Regions from separate parts of the Rattus norvegicus genome. Here region 2 is linked to region 1. The links are chromatin contacts, called in public Hi-C maps. All regions are on one chromosome and are shown on one strand. Each heading gives the region's core, a stretch centred on a gene start, on an enhancer-like site or on the middle of the called end of the contact. The rest is flanking DNA. Distances are from core to core; before and after follow the strand shown.

Region 1 (6,587 bases), core at 718-3,217:
CTCTCTCTGATGCCTTCTGGTCACATGATTTGTAAACCCAGAAAACCCATTAACTCTGCACCTACTGCCATTTATAACCTCTGTGAACTAGCTGCAAGGTGTACTGTTCTGCTTTTCTTTCTGCTGCTGTGACACACACACACACACACACACACACACACACACACACACACACACAAAAGGCAACTTAGGGCAAGGGAAGACGCACCTGACTCATACTTTCAGGTCCTAGCCTATCATTAAGAGAAGCCAGCACAGGGGTTGGGGATTTAGCTCAGTGGTAGAGCACTTGCCTAGGAAGCGCAAGCGCAAGGCCCTGGGTTCGGTCCCCAGCTCCGAAAAAAAGAACAAAAAAAAAAAAAGAGAAGCCAGCACAGAACCTCAAGCAGCAGCGGCTTGAGACGGACACCGTGGAGGGACAGATGGTCCCTTGCTGATTGGCTGCTTTGTACTTAGCTCTCTTTCCTATGCAGCCCGAGCCACCTGTCTAGGGGATGGTTCTGCCCACCATAGTCTGGTCCTTCTACACCAATCAATGATCAAGACAATCTCTACAGACAGTCTGTAGGCCAACCTGATGTAGGCGATTCCTACTGCAGCTTCCCCCTCAGGTGACTTCAGAGGCTAACCAGGAGAGTGACCAAGGTGCTTCTGTATTTACTTTAGAGGCATTTAGACTGTGGCTTTTCACTCCAGCATCTGTCCAACTTCCATCAAGTAGCTCCCGGGACCTGGTGCTGGGTTAGAGACCTACGATCCAATGTGAAACACTAGGTGGGAAGACTCAGAATAAATCTGTTGGCTGATTGATGCCTCAGAGAATAAGACTTCCATTTGGTAAAGAGGCCCACTGAGATTGCTGTGCAAACACGAAGACAGGAGATTGATCCCCCAAACCCATAAAATAAATACAAAAGCTGAGTGTGTGACACAAACTTGTGATCCCAGGGACAGGCAGATCCTTGGGGCTCACTGCCAGGTCAGCCTGCCTAATTATGCCCCGGTAAGCCCCGGGTTCCAAAGAGACACTCTCAAAAAAACCCAAGGTAGACCACTCCTGAGTTTGTTTTCTGTATTCCAGGGATGAGCAGAAGCCCATGTGAGCTGACCAGGCTTGCAAAACCAGAGCTGTAGCTCCTACTGCAACATTCCTAGGGAGAAGCAGGTTACTGCTAAAATTGGACCAGACTCAGCACAGCACTGATGGATAAGCTGACCCAGCTTCAACCTTCTGAGGAGGCACAGGCTCAGCTGGGTGGGAAGGGGCAGTAACAAAGCTCTTTGTCAACAGCGACAGCACCTCCACCCCCCCAGACACACCCATTTTCCTGGGAAATCTGTCCTCCAAGCTTCTGTCTCCAATGGAGAGAAGATAGGGGTTTCAAGAGCAATTTATCTGATTCTCCCTGTTTTAAAGCATGTGAGAGGTAAAGCCCAGAGAACCACAACAGCAAACCTATCAGGGTCTCCATCTCCCCATGTGTGCGTGACAGTAGTAAGCAGATCTGCTAATGGCGGATCTGCGTTCATTTAAAGAGTGTGTGGAAGAGCCTTGGGAGAGAGCCTGGCAGGAGAGAGCAAAACACACATTTGGGATTCATATCCTTCATCCAGGCTTGCCTTCTCAAGAGGGGACCAAGAAAATCTGACAGACCAGAAATGGAGGAACTGCCGGTACCATGCTCCAAAGTCCTTCCTATTCTGCATATAGAACAAAGCAAATAGGGGTTGCTTCTCTAAAATTAACCCCTTTCTATCTTTGAGCTAGAGAAATTAGACCTAACAGTTGTGGCAGGGGACAAGAAGGGAAGGAGGGGGGAAGCTTCACTTCAAGAACAAATGGCTTTCTTTAAACAAAAGATGGGCTGAGGGGCGGCAAGGGATTTGCCTCTCTTATGAAGCCAGGCTAATTACTTTTCTGTAGGTTTTTCAATTAAATAAGCTCAGGGCCAAGGACACCTTGCCGTGCGTGGGAGACTGCCCTCTGCTGTGGATTTTCATTACTGCAGAAAGTTTGGGTGTTTGGATTTTCAGGTCCAGGAAGCTTAGGACTTTTGCCAATAGAGGAAGCTGACCTATTCAACTCTGCCCTCTGCCCTCCAAATAGGAAAAGACCCCCACGGTGTTTGTAACCAAAGGAAGAAATGTTTGGGGAGCATCCCAGATCAGAGGATGTTGTTGAGAACAGAACTGCTCACACCCTTGATGACTCAGCCTTAAGGCCAGGGAAAGGCTCTCAGGACAAAGAGAAGGCAACTGTGGAAGCCTCCCTAAGGCTCATGGGCATAGCAAATTGTTAGGCAATACCAGGTGGCAACCCTGGGAAATCAAAGAAAGAAAGCTCAAGTGGTCTGAAGAGACGAATGGTGCATGCCCTCTACCTCTGGAGGTAAAGTCTGGATAAGGCCTTACAGGCAGGGAGAAAATCCATGATTCTGGCTTGTTGTATATGCAGGATGGGGGCACACACAATTAGCACAGCGCTGTGTGGAGATAAGAGGACAGCTCTGTAGAGTTAAGTTCTTGCGATGAGCCCTCTTCCCCTGCCACATAGCTTATTACTTCTTCTAACTAATTTTCTGTAGTTTTCACTGGCAATTATTACAATTGCTTTATGGACATTCCCACATTGATGAATTAGCACAGATAGCCTACAGTTGCAAGAAACTTGGAGCTGCCAACGTGTCTGTCCCAACTTCTGGAAGTAGCCTAAACTGATTATATAAACCTTAACTCTACAACTGTATAACTTTCTTTTATTTGGGGACGAGGGTTGCAAGACAGGGTTTCTCCGTGTAGCCCTGGCTGTCCTGTAACTCTCTCTTTCTCTGTAGATGAGGCTGGCTTTGAGCTCAGAGATCTGCCTGCCTCTGCCTCCCATGTGTGGCACCATGCCTGGTTAACATATTAATAACTTTTTTTTTTCTTTTTCTCGGAGCTGGGGACCGAACTCAGGGCCTTGTGCTTGCTAGGCAAGCGCTCTACCACTGAGCTAAATCCCCAACCCACATATTAATAATTTTAAAACTCGTGCAAGGCACAACATTATGAGCCTGCTTTCTCATCTATAAAATGGGATTCCCATTTACCTTGGGGGGGGGTGTATAGACTAGAATTCATGTCTATATCAGTTAGCTATTAGAAGATGTCCATACTAGCCTGTGTTGACCTGTTGGTTAGTATTCTGTCAAAAGGGATTTTAAATGAAGGTAGGAAGCTTAATTTTCTATGAGCTTCCTTTGAGGAATGGCCAGGCCTCGTGAGGCAGAGACAGGGACTCAAGCTTCACTTGGCTCTGTTATATCAAAGCTCTGTTAGACAAGCCCTTTCACCTCTGGGCCTTCATCCTCCACAAAATAGTGACTGTAAAACAACAACAACAACAACAACAACAACAACAACAACAACAACAAAACGCTCAGATAATAGTAATAGGCAAAACATTTTTCTAAAACATGCAAATAAAGTGCACACCACAGTGATAAACATATCCAAGGGGCACACCTCTCTAATGGTGTTAACAAAGGAAAAGTGAACTAACGGTACTTAACAATGGATCCCCAGTCATAAACATTGGCATTCCATAAGTTAAAAAAATATGAGCTTCAATGGGATCCATTTATTGAGAACTAACAATCAAAATGAAATTTCAATTTAAAGGGGTTTTCCAAGAGTATGGGAAGGTCAATGCCCTGTTATCCATAATATTATGATTAATGTTGCTTTTAGTCTAGAGAGGTCATGTTCATGAAATCATAGCCTAAGACCTGAGAGAGTGAATGCAAGATTAAAAAGTATCCTCAAATTATGTTAAGACAGAATGGGTAAACAGAGGCAGAAGAAATCCAGCTTCCAGAGAGAGAGAACACTGCTCAAAACAAAACAAACAAACAAACAAAACCCTCAAAAACCAAAACCAGCATACTCTCTAAAATGAAGAGCACAGTCTAAGTGAAGTTATTATATGGCTTCTAATCAAGCCTGACTTCATTCTTGTACTGAAATGTATTAAACATACGGGTCAGCTTTCAAAAAACATGGCTCAGTTTTATTATTCTTGCATAGCTCTGGGCTGATATTGCAGGCTCTCCAACTGGGCATCAGCAGAGGTGGGATTCCAATAATCTCACAGCATAGCCCTGGGATCTGTGTGCAGGAACAGCTCCAGGATGTCACAATTAGTTCCACGTGTGAGAAAATGTGAGATATAATACATTTCTGCATTGCCCTGAAAGATGTCTTGGGTTCTTCCCCCCGCCTATTGTTATGTAGTTTTAAATAGAACCTTTATATCCCTGCTGTGGGACTCAGATTCTCAAGGATAAACGAGAGGGCTAGGAACAAAATATGTAGATAAAATGTGCCTATCAGGACTGTGGTCGTGAATAGCCTAAAATCAAAGGGTACATCTGAATATGGATATAGGGAACTTCTGAAAGGAGAACAGTTAACATTCATGGAACGAATAGCATCGTTTCTTACTGTTACTTGGTCAGGCTAAGCCAAAGAGCAGAAAGGAAGCATTCAGCTGTTAGAAAAACTTCTTCACATTACAGGAAAGCCGGGCGAGGCCTCTTTGTTGACATGGACTCAAGTCCAAGAAATTTGGTACCTATCACAGCCTCTAACAGCAGCTTTTAGCCAATGTCAGGATCTATGCTAAAACCTTCATATTCGGTTAGCTTCCACGTCTGGGAGTTCTGTGTTGGTGATACTTATTCCACAAGGCTACTATAGAGATTAAAAGATGACCACCACAGGCTATGGTTGACATTCACAGGCTGCTGTTTCAAAGACCACGTGGAGTGCATCTTCTGAGGATATGGACGTTCTTTGTGTGAAGTAGCAGTGCGTTTGCATCCAACCTGCACAGGTGGTCCTGGAGACTTGCAGCCATGTCCAACTACAGCGTGAGGGCGACATGTGCTTCCGGGATAGCTAACCATATGGCCCAACACAAAACTGTAAAATTAACATTATGAATTTTTATGATTTTATTTTGCAACTTAACTGTGCGGTTCTCACGCACGGGCTTTGCAGACGGTCGTGCCACAATGTCAAAAGATTAGGCACACGTACATCTTAGTCTCGTGTAAGTCACTTTTACCAACTAGATCCAAGAGGTATGCCACACGCTGTCCTTAGTCTAAGGCACTTTATGGAGAATAAAGGGAAAGGAGTTTATGTTAAGTAACATTTTAGTAAAAACTTCTATTTTCCAAGCATTGACCAACAGGGTATGTGAGGGCAGGAAGTCTTCCATAGAGGAATTTCTCAAACCACCAAGGGCAGATACACACTGAAAAAAATTAATGAGCCCAATTACACTGTAAAGGTGCAGAGGTGGCTGTTATTTAAATGTTAATGACTTAAGAGGAAGAACATTTTTCTTAAGGCCAACTTAAAGAAATTCCAAATATATGGTGCCAGCACGGAGGCTGTGAGCAGCCAAGTGTGGGGGTAGAGGCTGAAGTGGGCTTCAGAGTGGCTCCCACAAGTCAAGCTGCCCCATGTCATACTCTTGGGAATGGCTTCTGGAGAAAGAATTTGTTTTCAGCTAATTGTCTTCACTGAGAGCAGAAACTAAAACTAAACAATTCCCATCTCTCCATCTGACCATGAGTCACGGGCTTCCATGAGAAGAGCTGAAGGAGAGCTCTCACCACAGCCACATCAAGGATGGTTCTCCCAGTCAGACCCCACTGTCTTCCCTCAAATCAACTTCACAAAAGCTTAATGCGATCCAGGAGCTGACATTTATTATGCTAGGTTGCTGTACCACAGGTCATCTTCCTAACTTTCACAAGCACGCTCCCATCGATGGCAATCTGAATTTAAAACAACACCAACACCCGGAAGGGCAGGCCCAGCTTTCCAGTGCAAATCTCTAACTGCCAGCATGATGGTTTTGACTGATTGCCAGGTCCCTTGTTTGAGAAATAAACCCAAATAAAAATGACAGAAGATAAGTCCAACTCAACAATAGTTGCGCATTATTTTTATAAGGGAGTTCTGGAAGCAACAGGGTACCACCATGTTGGCAGGAGGCTGCTGCGTACCGAAGATCTTCCTCATTTTCTATCACACACAGAGATGATGGAGAAGTAACCTGGCTGTCTGGTAACCCAGGGAAGGGCTGAATATAAAAACTTCCCTCAGCTGGTTGAACTCAGGTAGTATATACACAATGTATTTTTCAAACATTTTGGAAATGAGAGTGCTTCAGCTTCTTTTGGAATTCCTTTCTCAAGCTCTCCTTGCCCAAGTCTCCCCAAAGGCAAACACTATTCCCAGGCCCTCCTGTCTATTAACTTCTTTTTTCTTTTTCTTTTTTTCGGAGCTGGGGACCAAACCCAGGGCCTTGCGCTTGCTAGGCAAGCGCTCTACCACTGAGCTAAATCCCCAACCCTGTCTATTAACTTCTACAGCAGCTTCTGATTCAATCATGGCTGGGTTTCATTAGAATACAGTCATCATGAGAAACCCTGGCCAGCTCAACTTTGTAGCACTGGACTAGAAACTGCATCCAAAGCCCTGATCTTGATGACATAAAATTTCCTCGTGGGGAATTATATGTTCCTGAAAGT
Region 2 (6,499 bases), core at 242-2,741, 63 kb after region 1:
TTACCAATAACTTATCATTTCCTGGAATAGAGAGTTTCTGCTTGCTCGTAAGCCTGCAGAGAAGGTGTTCAGAGCATCTCTTTAGACAGCCCTCCCTGTGGTCGCTCAGCCATCCTGGCGTCCTAAGAGACTTGGGTGATTCCGAAACCAGTTTTCTGTGATTTACTTTGGTCTTCTGTTGTTAGACATTTCCTCTCGTCGGAGAAGAAACCTTAGACTTCCTACTCCCTGGATAAATCACCCTCAAATTGCTCCTGCCTCCTTCAATCACTAGTAAAAATGCAAAACTAACCAGATTCTTGGCTAGAATATATAGTACTTTCCGTGCGCTATCTAACCCAAACCTCCCAAGGCACAAGTTAAGAAACACACCCATGATTTCACATGGAGGAATCCACAGATACCAAGGAGTCCAACTCCAAGATCATGGCCTTAACCACCTCACAGTCTTCCTGCCCGTCTGAATCCTTCTGTTATCCTACAGGGAGAAGCCAAGCTCATTAAAGGCTCAGGATTCTCCACCCCCCCAAACCCCCCATCTCTCCCCCCTCTAATACCAGCTTCATGGAGACCTAGCAGATAGCATCCTCTGAGGATTATTTTTAAAAATGAATTCCTTTCTCAGCTCTCCTCCCTCCCAAGCCCCATATGATGAACAAAAGTTGCCAGGTTGCTGGTTCCACACATGGCATGTTATTCATGGGCTGCTCTGATGAGATGAACCAACTCATTAGTTTCAAAGCTTCGGATTAATCTTACGTTTCTGTTCCTGGAGGTGAAAGGTCAGTTTTTATCTCCTTAGCTTTATCCACCACCCAGGAGGAAATTGGATCTTTAAGCATGAGGGACCTTTCTCCCCGCGAAGCAGCTGTTCGTGCTTCTCTTCTATGTTTTGAGTAAAAGACGGATACAGAGAAGTGGAACTGTGTTTTTTTAAACACCAGAAGAGCATCTTTTAATTAAGTAGGAGAAATCTTGTAAATTGTGGGGCAGACAAATGAGTAAGAGGCTAGTACAAGTAGTGTTGAGAACGCTAGAAACAAAACAAATGCTCCTGGCAGGATGAAGTTGATAAGATTTAGAAGGCCAAAGCCTCCCTCCCCTCCCCCAGCTCAGAGCTTTGCACTCGCCCTCTGATGCCGCCTAGTGGTGAAATCTAACATGGCACCAGCCCGAGAGAAGAAATGATTTTTAAAGCACCACCTCCCAAAACACAGGTAGATTTGGGCCTGAGAGACAGCAGCACTAGAGATCATTCGGTTTCTAGAACGATTGCTAACAAACGGTAAGGGGACTCTGCTGCTGTGGAAGTGGTTCATGTCCATGAAACACTTCAAGCTTGGTCTCAGTTGCTTTCCAGACCGTGAGAGGAGACAACCCTAGAGAACAGCAGCACATGATTCCCAGGTTGCGCTGTCCCAGTTAGATCGCCATTTCTCCAGGGTAGCCATGGCTGAATCAGAGTTGCATTGAGGAGGGAAGAAAGCTGCATTGAACTCTGCTTGCTTGGGCTCACAGGAGCTATTGTCTGGCACTTAAGGCTGTAATCAGAGTGAACACACTGGCCACTGTTTATTTTCCCCACCGGGCTTTCTCCCAACATTTTCTCCCATCTCCACCGGGAGATTTGGCATTTAAAGAGAGCGTGGGGGAGGGGAGAGTATGGCAAAAGGATTGGGTGAGTCCAGAGAATAAAGAAAGCAAAGCCTCTTTCTAACTGTAAATGGTTCTATGTGGCAAATGCCCTAGAGGAAACGCAAGATGCCTTACAACATTGAGATAGATTCAGTCAGAATGAGGCATAAAGTAACTTTCTCGCAACATAGGGTCCACCAAAAACCCGAGAAGAAGGCTGAGATGTCCCAGTCAGTAAACTGCTTCCTGCAGAAGCATGAGCACTTGAGTTCGTATCCCCAACACCCACGTAAAAAGCCAGATACGACAGCATGCACTTATAATTCCCTCACTAGGGAGATGGAGAAAGAGGATGCTGGGGCTTGCTGGCCAGCCAGGCTAGCTGAATTGGTGAGCACCAGATTCAGTGAGGGACCCTGTCTCAAAAAGTAAGATATTGATGGAGGAGGACACCAGAAGTCAACCCCCAGCCTCCAGTCTCCAAGTGTACCCCACCCACCCACCTCACCCACAAATAAAGATGATGCCCATCATTATCTTAGAACTGGGTGCCGCTCCTTAAAGACACCAACTACTAAATAAAGCAAGGACAAAGGTGGGGATAGCAAAGAGGAAGAAAGCAAACAAGGCTATGGCAGCTTTGGATCACGTAGTTTAGCACTATATTCAGAAGGGGACTTAATGACCCCATGAAGTGGGGCTGTTCTCTGTAAAGGACAAACATGGAGGGATGTCAGTGTTCTGGAGACTAGGTACCCTCCGTGTCCACTCAAACCTTAGGGCTGGCAAAGAAAAGATTGGACTAATTGAGAACCAGCCATGGACTAAGCAGCTAAACATTACTTTTCTCCTTTGGGTGGAACTGTACTTGGAGGAAAGTTACTGTGTTGCCAAGTGGAGCCTGATAGCTGGCCAAATCCACCTTGCAAGGGAGAGCAGTCAAGGTACAGTTCTTCCTGATTTTGATTGCTGTAAGTCTGTACTGGAGTCACTACATGGCCCTGTCTGTGGTGGTTAGCTCCTAGCTCTTCCTCTCCAGCTACACGGAGATGAGAAACATCTGAGTCCTGGCTTGCTATATACTTGACTTACTATGGGGCTTAAAATTATACAGTGCATTCTGGGATGGTGAAGGAGAGTAAGTCATGTTCTCTGCTCAGCATCCTTTATCTTTCTTTCATTACCAACACCATAATTTCTTCTTCACATTCAGCCCTATGACTTTGTACAGGGCCCGTTTCTTTCTTTACTATCTGGGCACTGGCAGCAGGTTCATGTCTGCTCAACCGAAAGTCTCTTGTGACTATAATTGTTAGCAGATGGTGTGTGTATTTATCAACCGTGACCTAATAAGGATACACAACATATCTTCTCATAATTCAGTGTCGTGGGACAGTATTTGTTATCACATTCACACGTCTCCAGGTGTCCAGAGCACCTCTGCTCCTGGAGGTAAGGTATACTTGTAGTTATGCAGGGTAGCTCTCATCTCACAGTCTTGGCTTTGCAGTGAGCTAGCAGGCTAGGTGTGGTGAATGCTCATGGCACTTGCAAATATACAAGGAAGCAACAAAAAGAAAACAGGAGATTTCTCTTAAGACCTGGGCTAAGAACTAGTATCTTGTGATTTAGAACTATATTCCTTCAGCTTAACTAGATCATCAGGCTCCCTACGACATGGGTAAGATGACAAATGTACTCTACCTCTGGTGAAAGAAACTGCAAAGTCATAGGTAGAGAGCAAGCATTGAGGAAGGGTGACAGCCGCAGTTAAGCTAGTTAGCTCTTTTGCTACCTGCTTTGGAAAGTATGCAAATAAAACCAAAAGTAAAGACAAACAACAAAACAAACAAACAACAAAACAAACAACAAGACAAACAAACAACAAAACAAAACAGAGGTAAACAACACAGAGCCCGGCCAACATTGCCTGAATCTTTAGATTCTACCCTGTCTTGACTTTGCCATTACATAGATGTTAAGGTGACCTCAATTTGGGTTTCTGTCATTTGCTACAAAGAGAAACCAGATCCACTTATATCAGTCAGGAAGCAAGGTACATCTACAGTGTCAAGTGCACAGAATCCTGGCAGAGTTCAAAGAGTAGGCAGGGCAGAAAAGTGGGTTCTGAGGTTGAGCCCTGCAAAGTTGCCAGGAGAAGTAGCCAAGAGTGGTGGAATATAAGAGTTTGAACAGGCTGCCCTTTAGAAGGCCAAGCAGTGGGAAGGGAATAATGACTCGGCAGTGTGTCATTGGTATACTCCTGACCAAATATCTGACAGAAGAGAGTAAAAAAATACTGGAGTGGTCCATGTGGATGGCAGCCACATTGTCAAGTCCCAATTCAAACCATACGTTCTGGGAAAATGCCAAGGGAGGTCTGTGATTATAGATATTGAGAGAAGCCCTTGATCTTGTGATCCTGCAAAAAGAACAAAAGAATTAAGAGAGGCCTATGAAGAAGAGTGCCCAGGACTCAGCTATTTGAATAGCTTTAGCAGCAACATTCCTGACAGCCATTACCATGTACTAAGAATACATGGTATTCTTAGCCAGATGCCAAGCACCAGGCCAAGGCTTTGCCTTTTATTAAAGCATCTAAATCCCTATCAGTACACTAGGTATTTTAATTTCCATTTTGCAAATAAGTAAGTGGAATTCAATAGAACCTATCCCTTTATTGTTCTTGGAATGAACTGCTGGCTGTCCTGCTTCCAATTCCTAGTAGTAAGCTATAGGCTATGATTCTCTCTAATTTATAATGCTATGAGATTTTGTTTTTGTTTTGTTTTTATCATAAAACCCAGTAGTGACCTTTTAATTACCACTTCCTTCCTCTGAGCTTTTTGTAGATAGCCCCCTGTCCTTTGAAATCAGGGCCCAACTTCAGACTGCAGAGAAAAATACCCTCTGTGTTAAAAAAAAAAAGAAAGAAACAACAACAACAAAAAAAAAACCAAACACACACACACACACACACACACACACACACACACACACACACCAAACTTTCTTTTTTTTTTTTTCTTTTTTTTTTTTTTCGGAGCTGAGGACCGAACCCAGGGCCTTGTACTTGCTAGGCAAGCGCTCTACAACTGAGCTAAATCCCCAACCCCCCACCCTGAACTTTCTATAGTCTCATTGTAGAAGGTACTTGAATGGTACCCACACCCATGTCTCCAGAGAGGAACACTGTATTTCCCATAGGAAAAACCCTCCCATACTATCAGTTTATGTGGCTGAAGTGCTAAAATGCACAGAACTGATTCTTTATCCTGTTCCCATTCCCCCATCCCAGACATAGGCATGGCTATCAACCAGTACATTCCAAGTCCTTAAAGAGGCACAGGGCTCTTTAAGTGTACTAGCTCTCTGTCCTGTGGTCACTTCTCTGATCATTCTCTGCTTTAGTCTCTTCCCAGTTTTTGTAAAATGGGGTGATGATGATAGCCCTTAATTTTTAGAGCTGTTGAGAAGAATGAAGAACAATAAACGTCAAAAACTTCTGGCCACAATGCAAAAAAGTATAGCCAACAGCAAATGAATCTCTAGCAAGAACATAACTCCTGGAGATTAAACACATTATCAAATAATGAGTGGGTCAAAGAAGAAATCAAGAATGAGATAAAAGATTTCCTGGAACTAAATAAGATAAAAATTCATTACAACAAAATCTTTGGGTTCCTTAAAAGTAGCTCTACAAGGAAAACTTATAGCTCTAAGTGCTTACATAAAAACCCAGAAGGAACACAAATAAGCAACTTAATGATGTCACTCTAGGATCTGGAAAAACAAGAACAAACCAAACCCAAATTCAGTAGATGGCAAGAAATATCAAAAAAAATTTGAAGCATAAATTAATAAAACAGAATCAAAAATGACAACACAAAGGATCAATGAATCCCAGAGAGGATTGTCTGAGAAGATAGACTAGATAACCAAAGAGAGAAAGAGAAGATGCAAATTAACAGAATCAACAAGGAAAAAATGTCAGAATATTATAAGGCAAAACTTAAAAAAACCTACACCTCTAAGTCAGAAAATCTGAAAAGAATAAATAAATGTCTAGATTCATCCAAACCACTTAAGTTAAGCCGAGAAGAGATTGACAACTTAAGCAGACACATAACAATAAGGGGATCCAGTGATTAAAAGAACAAAACAAACAAACAAACAAACAAAAAACTTCCAACTAAGAACAGTCTGGGCACAGATGGGTTCATAGCAAGATTTTCAAAGAATATCTATTTTTTGTTGTTGTTGTTGTTCTTTTTTTTTTTTTTTTTTTTTTTTTTTTTGGAGCTGGGGACCGAACCCAGGGCCTTGCGCTTCCTAGGCAGGCGCTCTACCACTGAGCTAAATCCCCAACTCCAAGAATATCTATTTTTAAAATAGTCAAAAGAACAGATACAGAAAGATCTCTCTAAAACTCCTGAGAGAGTATTAATATCCATAATATATAAAGAATTCAAAATACAAAGAGTCACCAAAGCAGGCAACCCAATTAAAAAATGGGCTATAGATCTGAACAGAGACTTCTCTAAACTGGAAACAACAATAACTAAGAAATATCTCAAAATTGCCCGACATCCTTAGTAATTAGGGAAATGCAAATTAGAACAGCTTTGAGATTTCATCTTACTGCAGAAAGAAGCAACTGACAACAAATGCTAGCACCAATGTGGAAGGGGAGGGGTCTTACGCACCGTTGGGAGAATGATAAGCAACCACCATGAAAATTAGTGTCTAGACTTCCCAAAGGGCTAAAGCAAAAGCTTTTCTTTTCTTTCCTTTTTACTTTTTTCAGCAGAGTCATTACAAAACAAAAAACAAAACCATCAACAACAACAAAACAGTAGTCAAA

Evidence for each region. Hi-C and Micro-C count contacts between places; a contact is called where the count stands out from the background.
Region 2: a Hi-C map of frontal cortex shows a contact between it and region 1, with 2.4 times the contacts expected there. The contact joins two enhancer-like sites. A contact is called at or near these places in 3 of 12 Hi-C or Micro-C datasets (Schwann cells, frontal cortex and mammary epithelial cells).

The regions. Positions count from the first base shown.
Region 1 is chr4:126,729,999-126,736,585 of GRCr8, forward strand. It overlaps a transcript of Prickle2 not described here. Among named protein-coding and RNA genes, the nearest start is that of Prickle2, 130 kb to the left of the region's middle. Within about 2 kb of position 1,968, at least 22 of the 93 cell types and tissues checked have an H3K27ac peak or open chromatin away from gene starts, as enhancers often do.
Region 2 is chr4:126,793,435-126,799,933 of GRCr8, forward strand. No RefSeq gene overlaps it. Among named protein-coding and RNA genes, the nearest start is that of Prickle2, 200 kb to the left of the region's middle. Within about 2 kb of position 1,492, at least 39 of the 93 cell types and tissues checked have an H3K27ac peak or open chromatin away from gene starts, as enhancers often do.